2 separate regions of the Mus musculus genome follow, and region 1 is linked to region 2. Evidence: chromatin contacts called from public promoter capture Hi-C data. All regions are on one chromosome and are shown on one strand. Each heading gives the region's core, a stretch centred on a gene start, on an enhancer-like site or on the middle of the called end of the contact. The rest is flanking DNA. Distances are from core to core; before and after follow the strand shown.

Region 1 (4,976 bases), core at 165-2,664, 84 kb before region 2:
TCTGGGCCCTAAGGATGGAGACCGGCCTTTGTGGCACACACACACTGTGCCAGGCTTGTGTTTTAATACCTCAGAGCATGCAGGTGACCCTCACCCTCAGGGTTTCAGTAAGAACCAGCAGAGAGGAGGTTGGGGTCTGACTACTTCGGCAGGCCTTGGCCTTGACCCTGACCCTCTCGGGCCTTCTTGTCAGGTCGGCTCCACCTCTCAGTGATGTCATTTTAGCCACCTCATCACCAGCTTCTAACTCCCCTCTAGTCATTTTCTAGATGAGTGCCACGGAAGTGGCTCCCTCTTTCCCCAGGGATCTCATTTGGCAAAGTCTGAAATTGCTAAAGGACCCCTTCACATCCTGAGCCACTTGGGTGGAAGCCCCATGCAGGGAAGGACCAGGGAACGCCTCTCTTGGGAAGGCAGATTGGAGACTTTCAGCTTCTTCGCAGGCGTGAGCATGCACCACCCCCTTTCTGGGCAGAGGGAAGCGAGTTGGGGAAACTTTCTGGAAGTCTTAGAGCTCAGAAATTCTAGCCCGGACAGGTGCTGTTGATCTGGAGAGATGACCTATCTCAATATACAGTGCATTCTTAGCAAAAGTAACAAGAATCCTCTGTGGGCCCCAAGACTTCCATTCTACCTAGCAATCGGGCCCCCTAACAATACCCTACCGGGGCACGCGAGTAGGTGCTGCTACTAAAATGAGAAGGGCGATGGATGCCCTGTCAACTGGACACTTTTGCAAGTCTCTCTCCAGCGTCAGAATATTCCAGGGCAGCGCCCTTCTCGGTCCACGTCCCCATTCTCAAGACGCATCATGCTCCGTTGGGCTCACCAGGTCCAGCCTAGCCCTTTTCTTGGGGATACCGCCCAACAATGGAGTAGTGGTCAGGGGTCTTGGGGCACACGCTGTTTCCCTCCCCAACGCGCTCACCCTGCTCCAGGTCCTGATGGTCGTACCAGGACTCCTCCTCCTCTGCGGAGTAGTCCTCCATCCCCGCGGCTCTCCGCATGGCCCCGCGGGTGGCGGTGGGCGGGCGCTGCGGCAGCTCAGGGCCTGGGCTCGCAGCCCGGGACAATGCGGCGGAGGCGGCCCGGGCTTCCAACGTCGGGAGCTCGGGCTGCAGCGCCCCTGCGCCCTCCGCCCGTGATCGCCATCCGCTGCCGGCCCCGTGCGCCCAGCGGGGCCTCTGGCTCCCGCGCTCCCCGGGTCCCGCCGAACTGGGGACGCCGGGTGGCGGCGGCACAAAGGGCGGAGGGGTGGGGACTGCAAAGTGGGACGACAGCTGGGACCACCCGGGACCACCTGCAGGGCTAGGGCGTCAGCAGAGTGCGGATGCAGCGGCGGGTACCCCTTGCCCGCCTCCGGCCCGCACACCGCCCGGCCCGCGCCGCGACACCCGGAGCCGCCGCTGCATCTCCGCCCGGCCCGCTTTCAGCTTCCCAGGCCGCCAGCTTTGCGGGGTGGGACCTGCCGCCGGAGACCAATCAAAAGACGTATGCAAATAAGGGGCGGGACCGAAGGCAAGGACCTTCCTGGTGTCCTGGTCCGGGAATTGCTGGATCAACCCTCTGTCCTGCTTTTCCTCCACGTCCGACTTTTATTTACGTCCATCTGGAATTATTTTGTTTGCTTGTTATCTGTCCTTCTGGCTCTCCTGGGAGCAAGGGTCTGTCTGATGTCCACAGTGGTCCTCACCTGCGGAGAACGTGCTGACCCACTGATATATCCGAAGAACTTTTTAAAAAATGGTATTAAATTAGAAACATCTTTAAGAACCTTGAATGGGGGTTTGGCTGCTGGAACACTCGAGGTCAAGAGTTCTTGCTGAGGATTTGAGTTCGGTTCCCGGCACTTACGTCAGGAAGCTCCCAACAGCCTGTAACGCCAGCTTCAGGGAAATTCTGACACCTCTGGCCTCTGGGTACTTGTAATTACATAAAGTCTCACACATAGAAAACACACAGTGGTTCCCTCCTCTACTAACGGGAGTTAGGAGGCTGAAGCAATAGGATTATCTTGAGTTCTTAGGCCAGACTTTTAACACAGCTTGTTCCAGGCCCGACTAAGCTACAGTGTGGAAGTTTTTCTGTAAACTAAACTAAGCAAAGCTAAACATTACTTTAAGGGGGTTGAGGAGGTGGCTCAGCACATTAAAAGTGCTTACCAGGTTTGGTTTTGTTTAAAAAAAAAAAAAAAGCAGAGTGCGTGGCTTGTTCTTGAAATCCCAGCTCTGGGAGCTGGGGAGCCAGGAGAGATGGATCGATGGTAGCCAGTAAACCTAGCCTAATTGGCCAGTGATAGGCCGTGTTTCAAAAAAAGCAAGGTGCACAGCTCCTTGTTCAGTAACACTTGGAGGTTGTCCTGTACCCTCTACACACACATGAACACACATGAGTGAACACACACACACACCTACCTTTAAGAATCTGAGTCTTAGGCTAGAGAGATGGCTCAGTGGTTAAGAGGGCTGTCTCCTCTTCCAGAGGTCCTGAGTTTAATTCTCAGCAACCACATGATGGCTCACAACCATCTGTAATGGGATCTGATGCCCTCTCCTGGTGTGTCTGAAGACAGCTACAGTGTACTTACAAATAATAAACAATTCTTAAAAAAAAAAAAGAACCTAGGCCGTGGGCTGGAGATGGCTCAACTGCTCGTGTAGAAGATCTGAGGATTCATTCCTCAGATCAATATGGTGGTTCAGAAACACCTGGAACTCCTTCCGGGGGATCAGTTCTCCTCTTCAGACCTCCTTGGGTACGAAGCATGCATATGGTATAGATACATTCAGGCAGGCAGACACTCATACACATAAATATAGAATAAATAAATATAGAAATAGAACTCATTTAAAAAAAGAACTGGAGTGTTTAAAAACCTGTATGTCTGGAAACAGGCTGGAAGGAATGAACTTTGGGCACGTGTTACTTGTATTCTGCCCTTTTCACTTTAAGGTCTGTTTCTTACTGCTTAAGACCCAAATCCGATATCCAGTTACACCCATAAAAGCCATGCTTTAATCCATCCAAGAATTTTTTTTTCCTTAAAGGAGTTTTCCTAATCCTCCAGCATTCATGTAATTTGTTTTTGTTGAGACCCATCATGTGTGAACATTCTTTTTTTTTTTTTGGTTTTTCGAGACAGGGTTTCTCTATATAGCCCTGGCTGTCCTGGAACTCACTCTGCAGACCAGGCTGGCCTCGAACTCAGAAATCCACCTGCCTCTGCCTCCCGAGTGCTGGGATTAAAGGCTTGCACCACCACTGCCCAGCATGTGTGAACATTCTTGAGGCACTCAATATATGTTGTGATATAACCAGAAAAGGACATCTAGCCAGAATATGGCAAAACCTGAAAATCCAAAGGAAAAAGGCATATGGCCAGGAGAAAATGGGTAAAAGACTTGACTGGACAAATTTGAGGAAAAAAATCCAAATGGCCCAGTTAACAGTTAATGTGACTAAGGTACAAAGTTTTATTTAATCCTCAGGAAATGCAAATTAAATCCACACTGAGGTACCCCCATTACCATACTTGGGACCTTAACTGTCTCCCAAGGCTCATGTGTTAAATGCTTCACTCTTAGTGTGGTGTTGTTGGGAGTATAGACACTTTTGAGAGATGGAGCATACTGTATGAATGTATGTGTGTGCATGTGTGTATACATGTGTGTACATATGTATGTGTGTGCATGTGTGTATATGCATGTGTGTATGTTTGCGTGCGTATGTATGTGTATATGTGTATGCATGTGTGTGGGTGTGTGAGTGTATACATGTGTGTGTACGTACGTATGCATGCATGCATGTGTGTGTATGTGTGTGTATATGGGCATATGTGTGTGCATATGTGTATATGCATGCATGTGTGTATAAATGTGTGTATATATGTTCTTGTGGGTATATGCATTTGTGTACATGTTTGTGTGTGTATGTATGTATGTGTGTGTATGTGTGTGGGTATATGGATGTATACATGTGTGTATATATGTATGTATGTATATGTGTATGTGTATATGGATATATGTATGTGCATATGCGTATATGTGTGTATGCATGCATGTGTGTATATGTGTTTATGCTGTGTGCATGTGTTTTTGGGTATATATGCATGTGTGTATATGTTTGCGTGTATATGTATATCCATGAGTTTGTATATGTGTGTGTGTGTGTCTTTATGTCACTGAGGGTATAACCTGATTGTGGAGTCCTGGCCTCTTCTCCCTTTCTGTGCAGTCTGGTGATGAAACAAATGATCATGTTACATCACGTGCTCCTATTATGATGAGCTGCCTTGCCATAGCCCTCAAAACTGATCCTGGGCTGAAATCCTCCAAAACTGTGGGATAAAATATACTTTTTATAAATCATGGGGTAGCTTTCTATCACTATGACAAAATACTGAAGGTGAAACAATTTCTAAGGAAGAAAGGTATGTTTTGGCTCAGTATTCAATTCATCATTGCTTCGCCCCTGGGCCTGTGGCAAGGCAGCTCACTGTAGTGAGAGCACATTGCAAAGGAACCTGGTCACCTCATGGCAGCCCTAAAGGTTTTACCAGCTCCCACTGGCACCACAGACTGGTGACCCAGCCTTTGTCACAAGGGTCTTTGGAACACCTGGCTGTGTGTTTAGTGACAGAAAGCCAACTAACTCACACACTCAGCAGGATGGCTGCAGCACTTTGTTTTAACTTTAGAGGACAGAAAGAAAATAGCATTGTCAAGAATAATGACCATCTGTAATGTCCCCTACTCCTGGAGGGAATGACATCAGGGCAAACCACCTTAGAAAGCGGCTTGGTGGGGTCAGTAAGATGGCTCGGTAGAGAAAGGCGCTCGCTGGTACGCCTGGTGACCTGACCTAACAGCTGCTGGTTTTTCCTAGTTAGTTTTGTTTGTTGTTTCAAGCTCTCTCTGGGCAGCCCTGGCTGTGCTGGAGCTTGCTATGTGGACCAAACTGTCCTTGAACGCACAGAG
Region 2 (4,977 bases), core at 1,807-4,306:
CTTTCTTTCTTTCTTTCTTTCTTTCTTTCTTTCTTTCTTCCTTCCTTCCTTTCTTCCTTTCTTCCTTTCTTCCTTTCTTCCTTTCTTCCTTTCTTCCTTTCTTCCTTTCTTCCTTTCTTCCTTCCTTCCTTCCTTCCTTCCTTCCTTCCTTCCTTCCTTCCTTTCTTTCTTTCTTTCTTTCTTTCTTTCTTTCTTTCTTTCTTTCTTTCTTTCTTAAGATTTATTTATTTATTTTATGTATTTAGTATTGCTCTCTTCAGACACACCACAAGAGGGCATCAGACCACATTGCAGAGGTTGTGAGCCACCATGTGGTTGCTGGAATTTGAACTCAGGACCTTCGGAAGAGCAGACAGTACTCTTACCTGCTGAGCTATCTCACTAGCCCATGGACATATGTTTTCATTCCTGTCGGGCAGCTGCCTGGGAGCTGAATTGCTGGGTCATACCGTGGGTATATATTCAACTTCTACAAAAGTGTCATTGGGTTAGTGACACTTATCTGTAATTCCAGCACTTGAGAGGCTGAGGCAGGAAGATTGTGAGTTCAAGGACAGCCTCAGCTACATGGTGAGACTCAATTTCAACAAACCAAGGGCTAGAGTTATTATAGTCCAGTGATAGGCTTGCCCAGCAGGTGCAAGGCCAAGGTTTGGATTCTCAAGCCACAACAGAACAAAACAATACCCAAAGTCCTGACAGTTGGTAGCCCAGTTGCTGTGCAGTCTTCCTCAGAACTGAGTTTTGACATTCATTTTAGGCATGTTTCCTGGATGTGTTCATGTTTCCCCAGGCTACTGACCTGAAGCCTGCTGGTCATTTGTGTATTTCTTTGTGTATTTCACAGGCTGTTTACATCTCCTCTGTCCCTGTACATTTTACAGCCTCAGCCTCTTCTCCTGCCATGGTACCTTTTTGCTTGGCTATCTTGAGACATTCCTTAGATTCTTCTTCATCTCTTCCTGATATAGACAAGCCTCCCTAAACACATTACACAATCCCCTCCCCTGGTCTAAAGCCCATGGTGGCTCCTGTAGCCTCTAGAGATAAGCCTCACCATCTCTACCTGCCAGTCAAGATACCTCCAGCCCCTGGTACCAGTCTTCCTTTCCTGCCTTCCATTGATTTTTCTCTGCTCTTGCCCCTCCCCCCGCACCCCTATGCCTTGAGAACGTAGAATACCCTGTGCCTTTCCTCAGTCAAAGCCCTTCAAACCAAGCTCAGCCATCTCCAGAAAGCCGTTGGCTCACTCCACCTCACACGCTGTCGGCCTCCCCCAAGCTCCTCTTTACTTTTGTAAAAATTGTATTTTCTCTTTTCGAGTCTTTTGCCTCCGTGCACATATGTCCACCACAGATGGGTCAGAAGAGGATGTTAGATTCCCCCCCCCCCCCCCCGGAAACTAGGGTCACAGAGGATTGTGAGCTGCCATGTGGGTTCTGGGAACCAGACCGGCCCTCTGCAAGAGCAGCAGGTGCTCTTAACTGCTGAGCCATCTCTCCAGCCCCCTCCTGCCAGCTCCTGACATCTTCGCAGCCTTTTCCCCCTTTAGATTGCTATTAGTGATGTATACCAGGGTAGCTGCGGCTTGGCAGCAGGCTTGGAAGTACCAGGAACTTCTATTTATGATAAAGGCGGTAGGATCCCTCTATGCCCCCAATTAGTCCCCCAATTAATCAAATCATACTATTCTCACTTCTAAAACTTGTGCATCTTCCTCCCTAAAAATTCTACTCTTGTGGTGGGGACTCTGGGTGGGACATAATGAGGGAGACTGGCGGTTCCCTTTCTCTGTCTAAAACAAGAGAACTGGACTTGGAGTTTAGCCATTCGGTAACTCTGGGGCCTGTCTGAGTTTGATCCCTAGGACCAAGATGTTAGAAAGAAAGGTCTGAACTACACAAGTGGGTGTCATTTTTACAGGGTGACATGGGAATACACAAAGCCTAGTAAATGTCTAGAAGTGGAGGACACGGGTCTGCTCAGGACCTCTTGATCCTGTCCCTTCAGAAAGAATGTCAGGTCCCAGTATGTGGGATGCTGGGCAGGACAGTAGGTTTGAGACCAGCCTGGGCTACATGGCCAGTTGAGAGAATTGTGTAGCCAGAGGATGGCTTCACACATGAACTTGAAGAACATAGCTGAATCTGTGAAGGAGAGTACCAGGAGAGAAATTCAAGCCATAGCTCGCTCTCCCTCACTCGTGCCCTACTGCCCAAGGGTCTCCTGGGAAAACACACACAGGACTCAGTCGGGTTTTTTTTTTTTTTTAAAGGGCTTTGAAATGAAACTGGGGGGAGTACTGTGAAGATGTAAAGGGGGCAGAGAAGGGAGTCAGGCGCTTATCCTCAAAGGACCACGCCAGCTCAGTCACGCTGGTGACAGTTGCGTCAGCACCGATGTTAGGGGAAGAGGCATTCTCAAGTCTCATGCTTGTCCCAGGCCCATTCAGACCTGGCTGTCCCCATCCAGTGGAGCTGGAGAGACATTCTAGCAGTATGTCTGCCTACCCAGTGGTGAACTCAGGACATGTTTTCTCTGTATCTATCTACCCATTACCGGGCTGCAAAGCCACCTCCCTACAAGTCACTTCTGCTTAAAACCAGAGCAAACTCCCTCCGCCCCCATGTTAACTATCCTCTGAACTCCGCGTGGACACATCTACACATACAAATTAATAATTTAATGAGATAGAAATACTTGGGTTTGGGGACTAAGAACGCACAACGAACCCGAGATGGAGACTGAGAGGAGGTGGATGAACAGTTAAGGCCTTCGGGGGTCTGCTACTTTGTCCCAGTCCTGTTCCCTCTACCCCAGGTTGGTCCTTGTCTCAGGGTCATCTCCCCACCCCGCGCACCACTCTGGCTCCTCCCTCCCCAAGCTGCCCTGGTATCAAGGGCTGGCGGGAGAGGCTGCTTCTAGGCCCCGCCTAGGTCACGGGTCATGGCTGTGCGTGGCAGAAGGTACCCCGCGCCTCCCACGGTGACCTCAGGCTAGTGGTGTCCCAGCCAGATGCGTGACTCCGCCCCTCCGCTCCTCCCCTCCTCCCCGCGTGTTCTCTCCGGCGCAGCAACCGAGCTCACACCCGAATCCCGGGTCCTCCTCGCTTGTCCCCAGCTCGGTGAGTCCAGGGAACCCATGGAGACCGTTCGTAGTGCGCCTCCGGGGGACGGCGCTGCTGAGGCGCTGCTGAAAGAGCTGGAGCGTCAGGTGCAGGATGTGGTGCGGGCGAGCTCGTGGTGGGAGCGCCACGGTGTGGACTGCGCCATCCTCGCTCTCAGCCTGCTCGCCTTGCCGGCAGGTACGACGGAAACACAGAGACACGGGCTGCGGATGGGGGTGGCGCGGCTGAAGGTGGTGCAGGCTGGAAGGGAACCTCAGGACTTGAGGATCCTGGATCCCACCTCACTCTCCAAAGTCTAGCTGGGGGTGTTCAACTCATGTCCCGCTGGAGGTGGGAGGAAGTCCGATGCTTGAAAGTGGTGGAGGAAAAAGTTGCACAAGGAGCCGTGGGGAAGGGGAAAGTGAACCGGAAGAAGGGAAGAGCATGTTCTACAGGGGACACCGGAGATGGGATGAGTAGGACTGAGGAAGCCGGCTGCACATCTAGCGGTCTAATGGCTCTGTGACATCCAGTCCCCATCTCTGCTCTGGCGGGGGCTCAGGAGGGTGACCGGGCAGAACGAGGACAGCAAAATATCCTTGAAAAGCCCAGTGGGGATTTTTTTTGTGTGTTCCAAATCCCACGGAGAAAGTCAAACCACCCCTCTCAGGCCTTAGAGGAACCTGTCACAGGCCGAAGGCTGGCCCTCTTTGGCTCCGGATTTGGGAAAGTGTGTGTATGTGGGTCTGGACTCATATTTTCAAAAGGTGGCGAAAGATCCTGATCCCTGGTCCGTCCTCTTTGCAGGGTTCCTGTGCCTACGCGCCCATAATATCCTGGCCTTTGCCACGGGCATCACAATCTTGGGTGTGTGCCATTATACACTCACCGTCAAGGGCAGCCACCTGGCCACTCACAGTGCCCTCACAGAGTCCAAACGCTGGAGCAAGATCTTGATGATTTTCTTTTTGGAGGTGAGCCTGGCGGGATGGGGCAGTTGCTGGGCAACTCTGTGTGCCCATTCACATGGACAGGGAGCTGCCGCAGAGGGTGGGTAGATCCAAGTGTGTGGTGTGCAATACAGAGGGAGTGTGCATGTGCGTGTGCGTGTGCGTGTGCGTGTGTGTGTGTGTGTGTGTGTGTGTGTACCCGTGTATTCATCCAAGGCCTTGAGAGGAAGTTGGCGTTAATGAGCAGTTCGCATCCTATGTGTTCCGATATCTGTCGATGACGATGAACGTGGTTTATCTCATGATAATCTTGATAAAATTGACTGAGCAGCAGAAACATTTCTCCCCTCAAGGTATTCCTTGTCCTCCGACTCCTTTAGTCCTCGTCTTCTGTAGCACTAGGCCAAAGGTGGATGGAGTTTCTTCTTCCTTTCAGGAGGCCTCCTGCAGCTTGCCAGTTTTGCTCCGGGGCTGTGTTGCCTCACAGAAGCCTCCTGGTTCTGCAATCAGGGCTTATTGTCTGAAGGGGTGAACAGTGAGGTGGAGTCGGGGGTGTGTCAGGATGTTGGGGGGCAGTGTCACAGCGCTCCAGCTCTGCAACCTGCTCCACTTATGCCTGCTGATGGCTGAGCCATCTTGAGAAACTCTTTGCTCCTGTAACCTCCAGAAAGAACTCGGCTCCCTTCCTCCACCTCTCCTTCCTAGGCCTTCTTACCTGTGGGCCCACCAGGAAGGCAAAGGCCCCTGGACAAATCGTTCTTCAGGCCTTTCTAGATCCTCTATCAAACATGTTCTCTCTACTCCAGGGAACCCTCACCTAGCCAGCCGGGCCCCTTAGGGGTAGATGGAGAAGCTGCTAGGAACAGGAAAAGGTCTTACTCTGCGGACCAAGCAACACAATTGTTCTATCTTTCTATAAAT

Evidence for each region. Capture Hi-C pulls out chosen DNA fragments and counts their contacts.
Region 1: a contact with region 2 is called in a promoter capture Hi-C map of adipose tissue. The contact joins the promoter of Cdr2l here to the promoter of Fads6 in region 2. A contact is called at or near these places in 3 of 39 promoter capture datasets (the HPC-7 cell line, hematopoietic stem and progenitor cells and macrophages), 1 of 484 Hi-C or Micro-C datasets (bone marrow-derived macrophages), 3 of 115 datasets of contacts at active chromatin or transcription factors (embryonic stem cells and pancreatic cancer cells) and 3 of 9 other capture datasets (adipose tissue, liver and pancreatic islet).

The regions. Positions count from the first base shown.
Region 1 is chr11:115,378,354-115,383,329 of GRCm38.p6, reverse strand. It overlaps Cdr2l (cerebellar degeneration-related protein 2-like), which reads right to left and starts at 1,414. Exons shown (of 5, transcript NM_001080929.1): 1 at 929-1,414. The coding sequence starts at 1,007.
Region 2 is chr11:115,295,641-115,300,617 of GRCm38.p6, reverse strand. Fads6 (fatty acid desaturase domain family, member 6) reads left to right here and starts at 3,056. Exons shown (of 6, transcript NM_178035.5): 1 at 3,056-3,304; 2 at 3,914-4,080. The coding sequence starts at 3,142.